2 separate regions of the Zea mays genome follow, and region 2 is linked to region 1. The links are chromatin contacts, called in public Hi-C maps. All regions are on one chromosome and are shown on one strand. Each heading gives the region's core, a stretch centred on a gene start, on an enhancer-like site or on the middle of the called end of the contact. The rest is flanking DNA. Distances are from core to core; before and after follow the strand shown.

Evidence for each region. Hi-C and Micro-C count contacts between places; a contact is called where the count stands out from the background.
Region 2: a Hi-C map of ear shows a contact between it and region 1, with 2.7 times the contacts expected there. The contact joins two enhancer-like sites. A contact is called at or near these places in 11 of 25 Hi-C or Micro-C datasets (bundle sheath, ear, endosperm and 2 more).

Annotation. Positions count from the first base shown.
Region 1 is chr7:15,300,732-15,308,461 of Zm-B73-REFERENCE-NAM-5.0, forward strand. LOC103632082 (tRNA ligase 1) reads left to right here. Exons shown (of 27, transcript XM_008653934.3): 19 at 888-985; 20 at 1,094-1,154; 21 at 1,542-1,618; 22 at 1,709-1,780; 23 at 1,852-1,928; 24 at 2,102-2,182; 25 at 2,558-2,660; 26 at 3,193-3,351; 27 at 3,486-4,235. The coding sequence ends at 3,878. Among protein-coding and RNA genes, the nearest start is that of LOC103632083, 24 kb to the left of the region's middle. Within about 2 kb of position 3,525, at least 14 of the 20 cell types and tissues checked have an H3K27ac peak or open chromatin away from gene starts, as enhancers often do. A contact at or near this core is called in ear and leaf, where this site is marked.
Region 2 is chr7:15,436,055-15,442,857 of Zm-B73-REFERENCE-NAM-5.0, forward strand. No RefSeq gene overlaps it. Among protein-coding and RNA genes, the nearest start is that of LOC103632085, 23 kb to the right of the region's middle. Within about 2 kb of position 4,592, at least 15 of the 20 cell types and tissues checked have an H3K27ac peak or open chromatin away from gene starts, as enhancers often do. A contact at or near this core is called in ear and leaf, where this site is marked.

The DNA.
Region 1 (7,730 bases), core at 2,275-4,774:
TGGTATAATTTGCCACTGTAATCTTTCCCTAGTCCAACACAAGACCAACACTGCTAAAGAGCATCTGGAAAAAGATGATATGCTGATTCTTCTTTCCCACAAAGTTTACAGAGTGTAGGGCCATCCCACTTCATGATCCTCAACTGATCTGCAATCTGTTATGCGATAATATCCACAGGGAAATCTAGAATTTTAGGGGAACTTTGGTTGCCCGCAATTTTTGCATTCTAAGCTCTATCATCTGCCAAAGGTAATACATCTGTAGAGTGATCTGGTAGTGAACTTCCTGACGATTGCAATATCCACAATACTGTCCTGTGTCCCTTGATTAAGTTACCATCTAATCTCTATTCTCTATCAGATCAAGTCATTCACCTCTTTCTGTTGGTCCAAAATTTCTTCTAAAGCTTAGATTGCAGTTGTTTCTCCTTGCCTCAGCTATAGTTATCTGTTGGTTATTATAAATGCGATAGATGTTTGGGTATGCAGTTTTCAAAGGGCTGTCCATGATCTATGGTCGCTTCCCTGACAGTATTTCTTGCGTCTCAGCCCTTGGTGCTGTCATTTCCGACACTGGCCACATCCCCTGCCCTCCATCTTCCATCCTCAACTCTTGCATCCATGGTGCAGCGTCACTTGCATCTCAGCTTTGGTGCTGCTGCCATCAGTTAAATTCTCAACCATTGATGTTCAAAGCTCCTCACTTAACTAAATCACGGGGCATGACACTGAGATAGAATAGGAGGATTCTTTATTATTCTAATTATACTAGGAGAAGTAATATTCATTTGTCAGACCACCGCAGGTTCAGGTGAATCCTATTTGGTTGATGACCTAGGCTAGGCTTCTAGATTGAGTTTAATTTGTATGTTTGTTAACTATTACAGGAAGATACTGGCAAAAGGTCGCTGATGAAAGAAGAAAGAAGCCAGCTAGAATAACCCTTGCTGATAAAAATGCACCAAATGAAGAAGTTTGGAAGCAGGCAAGATTGACATCATAAATCATAGCAATTTTTTTTTGCATGTTTTGTGGTTTGACTTTTTAGGCTACTTTAACAGTAGAGATAGAACTGATAAATCATTGTTTCCAGATCGAGGATATGTGTGGGTCCACAAAGGCAGCTGCTGTCCCTGTGGTTCCTGACTCAGAAGGTGTCCTATGTACTTAATAATTATTTTTCATTCCCTTGTCTCATTCTTTGTTTTTACTTCATGTGAACATTAATGATGAACTGGCGATTCTTCATACATTTGTGGGCTGCAGTTTGGATTTGTGACATACAACATCACACCTTAGCTTGAACTTCCAAATTACAGCTATGAACTTATTATGGGCTTGAAGAGTCCTTGAGTGGTAAAAAATTTGAAGAGTGTACTTTAACAAGAACTCTTTTGGTGTACTGCAGTAGGGCCTTGGATTTTGTATATAACTAAAGATGATTTTTTTAGATTTTACAAGAACAACACTATTGTTAGCTCATTTTCTTGCATCATTAAGTTTGATCATGTAGCTTTTGCTCTGTTTTCTTGATTTGCCAGGCACGGATTCAAATCCATTTTCTCTTGAGGCTCTTGCCGTTTTCATGTTTCGCGTCCTCCAGCGGGTCAATCATCCTGTTAGTAGTCTATATTTACTCATGCAAATTTGTTAGTCATTTTTATGCATTGTGATATGGCTGATATTATATTAACTTGTCATTTAAAAGGGAAATCTGGACAAGGCCTCACCTAATGCAGGCTATGTTTTGCTAATGTTTTACCACTTGTATGATGGCAAGGTATGTATATATCATGGAAAATTGCTTTTAGCTACTGAAATATGCCAAATCATCAACGGTGTCAATTTCAGAGTCGAAGAGAATTTGAAAATGAACTTTATGAACGTTTTGGCTCCCTTGTTAAGATGCCTCTCCTGAAGCCAGATAGGTAGGATTTTTTTGCATTGTTTTGTTCTGTTTTTTTAATTCAACGATGAGCTGTGCTTATGCAGTTACAGGAAAAAATTATGGTTATTTTCCAAGAAAATGACCCCCTTCAGTATTGTGCAAGAAAAATAAAATCACGCTGATGTTACTAGTACTGTTTGCTCCTGATTTCAGAGCGCCATTGCCTGATGCGGTGAAAGCCATCTTAGATGAGGGGATTAGCTTGTTCAAGATGCATCGGAGCAGGCATGGAAGGTATGAAACTGAAATGCATATTAATATTAAAACCCCCTTTTTAGCACGTTGTGAACAGTAAACAACACTCTGGTTGTATAGGGTCGAATGCCTTTGTTCAATAGCAGATTAACATTCCTCAAAAACAAGCAGACTAGCAGTATAACCCTTATTTTATACATAGTATTACTTCATATTTATGTCGTCGAGGGAATACTTTTGTCCAATCTTCAATCACACTTGTATAGAGAAGAATGTTCTCCAAATCCCCTTTTCTGTAGAAACAGTTAACCACACTTGTAGCAGTATTACTTCATCTGATGATGTTGACATAACTAGTGGTTTTCACATGTCTATATACATTGCCTGATGTTTTGCAAAACGATGTCAAATCAGAGCAGAGCCATCAAAAGGTTCATACGCTAAAGAATGGGCACAATGGGAACAAAGGTTGCGTGCGACCTTGTTTGGGAATGCTGATCATCTTAACTCAATTCAGGTAACCATATTTCATTTATTATTCGAGATTATAATGGTTGCTGAATGTTTATACACATTTTAACATGTGGGTCTACTACAAATCTACGATAACTAAGTAGTTTGCTGTAGTAATTTCTTTTACACTTTATATATGAGGACTCCAATAAGAACTTGGAGGTTGCTAGATTATGCCATACAAGTCCTCCATCCACCTCTCTTGCGTGTTAGAGAAAAAAAAGTCCGTCCACCAATGTTATGAATTAAATAACATTAAAAGAATTGTTTGCTTAGGCCAAGATAAGTTACTGGTAGATCAGTAGTCTAAATTGGCTCAACCTTATGTGGGAAAGGGAGCACCATACTAATGTTAATATGGTGTAGCAGTAGCATTTTCATTTTCATGTGATGTGCTTAATCAGGTCTTTCATTGGTCTACTATGCACTGATCTTAATCCTGTACACTTACACCACAAGGGTCTGTTATAATGGTGCAACTTAAGCACCCAGAAATCATGATGCAGTTCTGATGGTATCTATACTTTTTTTTCTAGGTTCCTTTTGACTATGCTGTGAAAGCAGTACTGGAACAGTTAAAAGCTGTTGCAAAGGGTGATCTCAAAACACCTGATACTGGGAAGCGGAAGTTTGGAAATATCATGTTTGCTGCTGTTCGATTAACCCCGCCTGATATATTGGGCCTTCTCCGTAAGGTAAGAAGTGTATATGCTCAGCTGCGCTGAGAAAACATTGTTCTGTATGTTGCTGTGAAGGACTCATGGTAGGTTGTCATTGCAGTGACGATGTTGCAATCTGACACTTGTCCTATGCTGCGTTACTATAACAGGTGGCAGAGAAGGACACGGCTGTCGACAGTTTTGTGAACAAGATAAGACTGGAGGACAACCTAACGAAGGTTCACGTCACCCTTGCCCACAAACGAGGCCATGGTGTGTCTGCTGTCGCAAGCTATGGCATCTACCAGCACCAGGAAGTCCCCGTGTCATTCAACGCATTGTACTACACTGACAAGATGGCCGCTCTCGAGGCACAGCTGGGAGCAGTAAACGATGAGCCGATCAATTCCAGGAACGAGTGGCCACATGCCACTCTGTGGACGGCTCCAGGCGTCACTCCAAAGGAGGCAAACATGCTGCCGCAGCTGGCTTCAGAAGGAAAAGCAGAACGGGTGCCGATTGACCCTCCCATCACCATATCGGGGGTGGTGGACTTCTACTGATTTGTCTCCTCGGTTTTAGGATACGGATGTGCAGAGGTGAAGGTGGAATAAAGAATAATTTGCTGCTGCGGGCCTTACGTTATTAGCTGATTGTGGACAAGACAATCGTCGAGTCTTACACCACATAAATTTTTGATACTATAGGACTGACCTGGACTGCTGCATTTCTACTTCCATGTTTTCCAATAAGTGCAAGATACCATCGATTTTTTAAGCCAGCACTTAGCACTAGAGGAGATAATTATCTGTATAGCAAGCACATCATTCTACTTTCTAGTGTATTTTTGAATTTCCAGAGGCCGTTTGACAGGACAGTTGACCAGAAATAAAGTTCGTGTTGGTGGTATGTTACCTTTATTTTGTGTACTTATTACAAAGTTGCAACACCGAATGCTTCGTTGACTGGCTAACATAATGCTGGTGAGTGGAAAACAGAATCAATTTTGAATAATGAAGCTGAAGGATTAGGACAGTGCTGAACACGTATCCGCGGTACACTTTTTCGTGGCTCTGCTGCTCCCACCCATTTTTCAACATGACTTCCTCTCCGGCTGACGGCTGGCTTCACTGGTTGGCTTGCTGCCCCGTCTCTAATCAACGGGATTGGAAATATATAGGGTGTTTGGTTTAAGGAATAATCTAGTCCACCATCTTATTTCTCACTTTTTTGTTTATTTGCGGAATAGATTGAGTTGATCCATCACCACCTCATTTTTCATATTTAGTTAGTTAATACTAATATAAGAAATGAGGGTTATCCCACTAAATTTGAGAAAAATTTGAGAAATAGGCTCATGATGCGTCATCTTATCTTGGATTGAGTGATTCTTAAAACCAAACATCTAATAATATCGCATGCTAGACATCCTTTTTTGTCTTTAGTATATTTTCTAATAACGTCTGAAACCATCCCAAGTCGTGTGGGTGATTGTCTAATCCTATATAACTTACCAAAGTATGTCACCAAACTCGATAGATCCCTACTTTTAGGCCTTGTTTGAATACACTCAAGTTAATAATTAACTATTCAAATTAGTTAGAAACATTTAAACAACCTCAATAATAATTCAACTATTAGCCTTTTGTAGATGAAACACCATAGCTAATAGTCCGATTAACTACTGAAAGGGAAATAGGCTTACACCTTTTCCTAATTGATTTTGGTGGTTCAATTGTCCAACACAAATAATTGGACTAACTAGTTTGCTTTAGATTATATGTTCTACAGGTGCCAAAGGTTCATCTACCACTATACTAAATCGGCTATCCGGAATACCGTAGATTATTTCGGACAGGAGAAGCTTTTTGGAAAATCAGGCCAAGCGCGGACCGTCCGGGCCTTTGCGGCGGACCGTCCGTGACACCTAAATAACCCTCGGGCAGAACCAATGCAAAAACATGTGTCTCTACTGCGGACCGTCCGATGGAAGAGGAAGCACCGTCCGAGACCACGCGCGGACCGTCCGGGCTCAGGCGCGGACCGTCCGGTAGGTGAGGAACAGAAAAACCCGAAGGTGACGGGTTCGGCCAAATGAATTATAGCGTCCTCGCGGACCGTCCGGGGTGCACGACCGGACCGTCCGCGACTGGCTTTATTTGATATCTGACGACGCATTAAATGCAATATAGTCGTTGATATAGCCGTTACTGCTGACCGTTGCGTTTTCAGCCGTTGATCTGCAGGGGCGGACCGTCCGGACCAGGCGGGCGGACCGTCCGCGGTCGGTAGAAAGGAGCAACGGCTAGGAAGTGGTTGGTGGCTATAAATACAACCCCAACCACCTCCATTCACTTCAACCAAGCATTCCAATCCTCAACATTCAATACAAGAGCTAGCAATCCATTCCAAGACACAATCAAAGTCTCCAATCTCTCCAAGTTCCACAATTGAGACAAGTGATCATTAGTGATTAGTGACTTGAGAGAGAGAGTGTTCCGTGTGTTATTTGTCGCTCTTGCCGCTTGGCTTTTGCAATCGTGCTTTCTTCCTTCCCATTTTTATTCTCAAGGCACTTGTAATCAAAACAAGAGACACTAAGTTTGTAGTGGTCCTTGTGGGGTCTAAGTGACCCATTTGATTAAGGAGAAAGCTCACTCGGTCTAAGTGACCGTTTGAGAGAGGGAAAGGGTTGAAAGAGACCCGGTCTTTGTGACCACCTCAACAGGGAGTAGGTTTGCAAGAACCGAATCTCGGTAAAACAAATCATTGCGTCTCACTCTTTATTTGCTTGAGATTTGTTTTCACCCTCTCTCGTGGACTCGTTTATATTTCTAACGCTAACCCGGCTTGTAGTTGTGCTTAAGTTTATAAATTTCAGATTCGCCCTATTCACCCCCCTCTAGGCGACTTTCAATTGGTATCAAAGCCCGGTGCTTCATTAGAGCCTAACCGCTCGAAGTGATGTCGGGAGCATCCGCCAAGAGGGAATTCGGGACCGGTGAGAAGCCCGCTACAAGCCATGGGAAGGCTCCATCCGGGGAGTCCGCCAACAAGGTGAAGGGATCCCCTTCACACCACAAGTTGGGGCGGAGCGGTGACAAGAAGAAAAAGATGAGGAAGGTGGTCTACTACGAGACCGACTCTTCGTCGCCATCCACCTCCGGCTCCGACACGCCGTCCGTAACTTCTAAGCGCCATGAGCGCAAAAAGTTTAGTAAGATTCCCCTACGCTATCCTCGTATTTCCAAACGTACTCCATTACTTTCCGTCCCATTAGGCAAACCACCCATGTTTGATGGTGAAGATTATAATATGTGGAGTGATAAAATGAGGCATCATCTAACCTCACTCCACACTAGCATTTGGGATGTTGTTGAAATTGGAGTACAGGTACCATCACCGGGGGAGGAAGATTATGATTCGGACGAGGTTGTCCAAATCCAGCACTTTAACTCTCAAGCCACCACTATACTCCTCGCCTCTCTAAGTCGAGAGGAGTATAACAAGGTGCAAGGGTTAAAGAGCGCCAAAGAGATTTGGGATATACTCAAGACCGCACACGAAGGAGATGAGGTGACCAAAATCACCAAGCGGGATACGATCGAGGGGGAGCTCAGTCGGTTCTGACTCAACCAAGGCGAGGACCCTCAAGCCATGTACAACCGCTTGAAGACCTTGGTGAACCAAGTGCGCAACCTCGGGAGCACCAAATGGGATGACCATGAGATGGTCAAGGTTATTCTAAGATCCCTCGTTTTCCTTAACCCTACGCAAGTTCAGTTAATTCGAGGAAATCCTAGATACACACTAATGTCTCCCGAGGAGGTAATAGGTAATTTTGTGAGCTTTGAGTTAATGATCAAAGGCTCAAAGAAAATCATCGAGCTAGATGGTCCCTCCACGTCCGAAGCACAACCGGTCGCATTCAAGGCGACGGAGGAGAAGAAAGAGGAGTCTACATCAAGTAGACAACCCATCGACGCCTCTAAGCTCGACAATGAGGAGATGGCACTCATCATCAAGAGCTTCCACCAAATCCTCAAGCAAAGGAAAGGGAAAGATTACAAGCCCCATTCCAAGAAGGTGTGCTACAAATGTGGTAAGCCCGGTCATTTCATTGCTAAATGTCCGTTATCTAGTGATAGTGACAGGGGCGACGACAAGAAGGGCAAGAGGAGAGAAAAGAAGAGATACTACAAGAAGAAGGGCGGCGATGCCCATGTTTGCTGGGAATGGGACTCCGACGAGAGCTGCACCGACTCCTCCTCCGACGAGGACGCCGCAAACATCGCCATCACCAAGGGTCTTCTTTCCCCCCAACGTCGGCCACAAGTGCCTCATGGCAAAGGACGGCAAAAGGAAGATGGTAAAATCAAGATCCTCCACTAAATATGAAACCTCTAGTGATGAGG
Region 2 (6,803 bases), core at 3,342-5,841, 140 kb after region 1:
TCCGCGTGTGCGCAGGGGCGGCGGAAGTCGCCGGCGGCGACCTGGATCTCGCTCCCGAGAGGGACCCCGTCGGGGAGGAGAGATCCTAGGGGTTGTCTAGGCTCGGGCCGGCCGACCTAGACTCCTCTAATCGGCGTAGAGTCGAAGAGAGGCGAAGAATTTGGGGATCAAGAGGCTAAACCTAAACTAGACTAGAACTACTCCTAGGATAAAATACGAAATAGAAGTTGTATTGATTCGATTGATGATTACAAATCGGCCGTATACCTCTCTATTTATAGAGGAGGGGGGCTGGACCCTTTACAAACTAATTTCCGAGCTTTTCCCGTGATTTTAGCTAACAACCGTAACACAAAACTCGGAACTCTAATCTGCTCTGCGCACGCGCGGACCGTCCGGCCCCAGACGCAGACTGTCCTGACCGCGGACCGTCCGACCTCAGGGCCGGACCGTCCACAAGGCTCAATTTGGTTCCAAACAGCATGCACTGTCCCTACTCCCTACAATGCTAGAGCATATTAGTGAGAACTACCTAAATGTAACTTTGTAGGTTAAAAATGTAACTATGCTTATAATAAGCGTCCAACTGAATACGATATATGACACATGTTTTCGTTTGTTCTGCAAATATATACTAAAGCTATCTCTAGGATAATCTACATAACATTAATATATATAGCAAAATAATATTTTACACGGCTATATTCACGATCACTTGGTCAATTGGCCGTAGTAACAGAACCAGAACCATGCCACTGGTTTTCTGTCGTCCCACGGAGACTTCATGCTGAGACATCAACCGTAGATTTGCTGCTAGCTGATCTTGCCTAGAATATTTTGTTGGATCAGTTGGACGTGTGGTCGGATTCCAAGGAAGTATGCTGGCCTCCTGGCGGCGCCGGCACAGATCCGGTCACGGCACGACACCACACATCATCTAGCCCCGTCAATGGATCATGTCACGTCAGTCTATTAGGCCATCACGTCAGCCTAAATAACGTCACGCCGCATCCTACTCCGGTTACGGGCCAGCCTATGGCACGAGAGAAACAAATCCTCACACACGAAGACATATTTACTCCCTCCGTGCTAGCATATATATTCCCTCCATTCTAAATATATAACAGTCCCATGATCACTTGACTTTAATTCGTACCGCCTCCTACTGTTTTTATAGTATTTTTATCCTATATATAGATTGCAGCCTACAGCAGTTCAAACAGCGACATAATCATTTCATAATCATTTCTATTTAAAGACAAACATATATTTAATTCTTTTTATCAACACTAGTACTATCATATTGATGTACGCATGTCTAGAGAGCACGTCTTATATTATATATAGGACTAGAATTAAAAGTGGTTACAACTTACTACTAGAACTTAGACAATAAGAGCATCTCTAACAAGACCGGACCATGTTCTCCAGCGTCCGTGTCTACCAAGGTGAATCGTCTGAACCAGTTAGAGATGGCAATGGGTCGGGCTCAGGTCAGGTGAAGCAAAAAACCGCCCAAGATCGCGTGCGAAGTCTAACTAAACTAACCTACGATCATACCTACGGGTGCAATTCCAAACCTGCACCCGTCGGGTTTCGGGTCATCCGCGGGTTTTTACACCGTGTGCATTTTTAAACAATAATCTAACTATAAGCAATTAAGTACCAACAATATTTAAATTATATCCACATATTTTAAGCCTTCTCATATTAAGCACCAACAAAACATTTCATAAATCATTAGCTAAGTTATTTATTCAAAATAATTACCATCGAATCTTAATCATTTTTTACAAAATAAAGAATAAATTAAATTTCAAGTCGGATACAGGTCACCCGCGAATTGAAATAGAAACCTGCGCCTACACCCGTGAAACTTTGGATCGACTACGGATTGCACCCGCGGGTCAAAATCTTCATCTGTGCCCGCACCCGTCGGGTCAGGTATCCATCGGGTTTTGGTTTACGAATTAAATTATCATCCCTAGAACCAGTATTGGGCCGAGTGATCCATCACCGGTGTGTAATAAATACTGTATGCATGACATGAGAATAGAACAACCACTCTCTATATCTTCTTCCTTCCTTGCGCGTCGTTCCTGGCAGCGGGCTGACCGGCTGATGCTCGCGAGCCCTGGCGCATGGTCTCGTGCTCAGACTGGGTCTCCTAGCGAACGTAGTGGTCGCCGCGTTGCTCGATATGTACGCCAAGTGCGGCCAATTGGTTGACAAATGGCATGTTTATTTCTGAGGAACTTTTCTAAGAATCTGATTGTTGAAAAATCTGGTTGTGAAGAGAATCTAAGAATCATGGAGAGTATATATGTAGGAAGATAAAAGAATTCAGACGGTCTAGAATGTAGAAAGTGACGATTTTCTAATATCTCAATGGTTCTGTGTTTAAGTTTATTTTAGATTATTTTGACTAAAATAATTCTCATAGACACGAGGTGAAAAGCTAGGTATTTAATAGTCTGCAGCAAATTCTAGTGACCAGAAACTAAAAAACTGAAACGTTGGGCCGGTGTTTGGACAGAGCGAGGCAGGACGGAGTGCTCCTGTTTTGTCCATGAACGAATGGTGTTAACTATTGTTAGCAATTAGATGAATGAATGGTGTTACCAGAATCTGATTACTAGAATTTTAGAAATTAGTTTATGAAGTACAGTCTGCATACATCTAGTGTATAGTTGAGTCTGCATACACGGTTCTCCAATCATATATGTATGTTTTATTTTGTTAAATTTGTCAAGTATGCAACATATATGTATATGCATAGTACATATGCACAATAAATTAACCATCCTTTATACAAAAAATATCAAGCATTAATTAAGATACAAGGCTTTAGATACACTCTTTATATTAAACTGTCTTACGTGTATTTTATACTTGGAGATCTATCTCGCGGTATCTACATTGTACATGCATGTCCTCATGCATGAATATATAAAAGAGACATAAAAAAATAACGTGTTGTGAGGGTTTAAAATTAAAACTATGGTGGTCTAGCTTAGAAGTCTACACTTTTAAGCTTATATTGATTTATAAAGCAATCATTACATAAACAATGGATAAACCATACGTACAAATTAAAAAAATATTCATGTTGTAGATTAAATCTAGAGTAAAATACATTGTTGTCGGTCCCTAAATTTATAGTGTTGTATCATCTTGATCTCTAAACTCCCAAAATATACATCTAGATCTTATCAACTTGTAAAATTCTATCTTTCAAAGTGCTTATTTTGGTCCTTATACTTGTATGATTGTGTCATATGAGTTGTTAAACTTGTTTTCAGTGTCATCGAAATCCAAACTTTTTGGACCTGTGATGACACCAAAAACAAGTTTATAAACCCAGATAACACAGTCATAGAAGTATATGAACCAAAATGTGCATGTTGAGGGTTTAGGGTTTGGGATGATACAAAACTTCACAAGTTTATAGATCTGAATATGTACTTTAAGACTTTAGAGACCGGAATGATACAACACTACAAGTTTGGAGATTGATAGTGTATTTTACTTATTAAATCTATCTTGAATGAACTCGTCCAGTCTGATCACAGATAAATTCATAATATTATTGAAGTCGACGATAAAAAATATTATTAAAAAATTAAACAATGAACTCTAATAATTTATACAAGTGTTTACTATGATATAGTTCATATATATATATATGTGCGTGCATGCGTGTGGGTTTGGGTGTGGATGTGCGTGTGTAGGGTAGCGTTGTTCATCGTTCTATCAAGATTTTAATACTGAAGATTTTTCAGTCATTTTACGGTAATAACCGAAGATCGTTTCCTAAAATGATAGAACGCTCTTTATTAATTATATCTTGGTGAACCTTTATAATATAGAGAGACAGTAAATTCTTTAGAAAGTTAAACGGGTCGTGTCGAGTTCAACGCCATAGCATATCTTCGATCCAAGGGTAACGTCTATCTATAGAATAAAGGATCAGGAATTCAGAAGGTGGCTGCGGGCGTGGTCGCTGGTCGGCGTCAAAAGGTGCCTTTTTTTCCGTGGCACTTTTTGACGTGTCGTTGTTGATTTCATTTCATACCTCGTTTCGGTTCCCCGGATATTAATCACAAAGGTGACAATAATAGATCATTTTTTTATGGCCACCAGACAACAGTGGATGCCGAGACCACGTACTACACATAAATACAAAGTTTTTTTCTCGTTCTTATGTCTAAAGCATGTGTAAACTTACCCGTTCTTAAATATTTGTCGCACCCTAGTTCATTTTTTAAACTAAAACACGAAAAATAAAAAATAGTGAATGGATTATAACCTATTTTTATCTGTCTAATCTCATCTCTCTTCCACGTCAGCATGCATCTCATTTGGTATTTGCAGGCTCATATAAGAACGTAGGCGTATTATATCATATATATGATTTTGAACTTGTGCTGAGTATATATGTCGATGAACCGCCAATCAATTTCGTAAAAGATTAATATGGATAGGCCTAAGATTTCTTTTCTTTTTAAATAAAAGGCTTTACAGGTGTGCGGGGGGAGAATTGTGCGGCGTATCAGCTCGAAAGGAGCATGGAGGTGCTATTCTAGGCCCACCAAAGCCAATTGGGTCAGTTCGCGTTGTTGGATCGTAGCGGAGCACAAGCACAGCCTACAACAATTCAGGCGAGGGCAGGTTTGAAAATTGAATTGTCGCCTTCAAAGTGGTTCTTACCTCTTGTACAAATAGTGCTCTCATTAGATTTTTTTTTATATAGCTTTTTGTAAATTTTATCAAATATGGAAAAATATGAAACCTTAAATATCGAATTGTTGTTTGTGGTAAGATGGCATCATAGTCCATGTAAGAACGACCGCAACCGAGAGTGAACCTTAGACCTGTGGTTTGGTGTGAGACAGACGAAAGGATTTTTTTTTCATGTCCGATTGTCCGAGTAAAGAATCAAAAAATCCTTCTCTTTGTGCGGTGCAACTATTCGTGGATCCATAATCCATTGCCGTGCAGAGGACTGAACTTACAACCTTACTGTGAGGTGAACTCATGGTGTTGCAGGCCAAACGAGAAGAGTTGCATGCAGATTGAAGTTTGCGTTTGTCGAAAATCAATTGCAGAAAATTGTGCTACCTGGGGTTCTGTTCGTTGGCTGTTTTTTTCTTCTAATTGTACACGTAAAGTGTTGTAGGGTTGAGATTACGAACAAGAGGACATGAATAACTCTTCTAATTATAATCACATTGGTCAATCAAAACAAATATAAAATTAAACTAATTGGTCTAGCAAAACTACCAGTCTCTGTCTAAGTTAGGCAACTAAAATGCATAGCTAGAGAGACCTCACATACATAATTTTAGTTAGTAAGGTCACACAAACCTAGAGTGAGACCTCGAATGGTGCCACTATTCACACTCATAGAAGACGTCGGACCATACTATTCACAATGAGTCAAACCCTTGATATAGAGTCTGACGATCACATAGAAAAGGTTCTAGAGTGAGAAACAGGGCATCAGACTAGTCCAACGGTAGATGTCACACAATACAAGCATACCCGATGGTCAGTAATGTCTAGTGATGACATATTACTGACACAATAGCCGTTCAATAGCCGTTGAGATGTGTTGGACCCTTACATATTGGTCTAATGATACACAATGAGGCATGCTGTGTTTTTAATAGCTAGTCTACGCCTTGGGGCTATAAATAAGACTCAAGTCAACCATTTGAGGAATGTGGGATCCGAGGAACATTGCAAGTGAGTTGACACTTATTTCTAGTAGCTCTAGACACTTAAGTACCTAAAGATCACTCGGTGATTAGCGTAGGTGCTTAGGTTAGTTAGACCACTTTATATAGTGTTTGCTCTAGGTTTAGGCCTGACATTAGAAATGAGGCTAGACACTTTTTACCCCTTGGTGCTTGCATGCACCAGTATATTAGTTGTATTAGAGGGCCTTGTGGCCTTACGATATCACACCAACCATGTTTATAGTATGGCAAACACCGTGTACTAGAGGGAACAAGGTATGTGGGGTTTTAGTAAGAAACTTCATATTGAAGAAGGCAGACAGCATCCGGGAGATGCCACACCCACACCAAAGCACCACTTGCATGTGTTGAAGACATGAGGATATCCATGAAGTTACCCGACTGAAAGCTTGGTCCCCCGTGTGGGCATCCTTGCAAGGAGATCCAATAAAAACTAGAAGGAAGCTTATGCGCTTCTCGATACTTCGATAAAAAATACCGAAGTCATTGATGAAAGTTTGTATCACTATTGCACTTAACTTTCCATATTTAGATCATGTTAATTTGGTTGTGTTTTATCTTTTTAGCTTAGTTATAAGGTAATGGATAGGTTTAGAACCTGTGTTGCATAACTCTTTATGGTAGAGGTAGCAACATTTAGTAAAAATCGTAGTCGTGCATAAGATAGTTTACATGTTGTATAGTATTTTTATTATGAGAAATAAAGCGCCTTAGTTTAGTGATAAATAGATTGTCTAGTTCACACTCTTTTAGTGTTAGGTGTTCCTATAGTTTTTGTCACTACACTCAAACTCAAATGGATCCGTAGATCTCTGTAATGACACCGAGGGTTCTCAAGTCGCTCACACAAAAATGGGATGGCACGATTAGCCGATTACCGTGTCCGAGTCGGCAGCGTGACAAGAATCAACATGCAGCTAGCCAACCATGCCAAAAAAATCAATACTATAATTTGGTTTGCCTGATCTCTAATGCTATTTTTATAGATATTTTTAAAAGGGTTGAAATTAAAAATCTCGTCTTTGTACGTCCTCTGGGCCC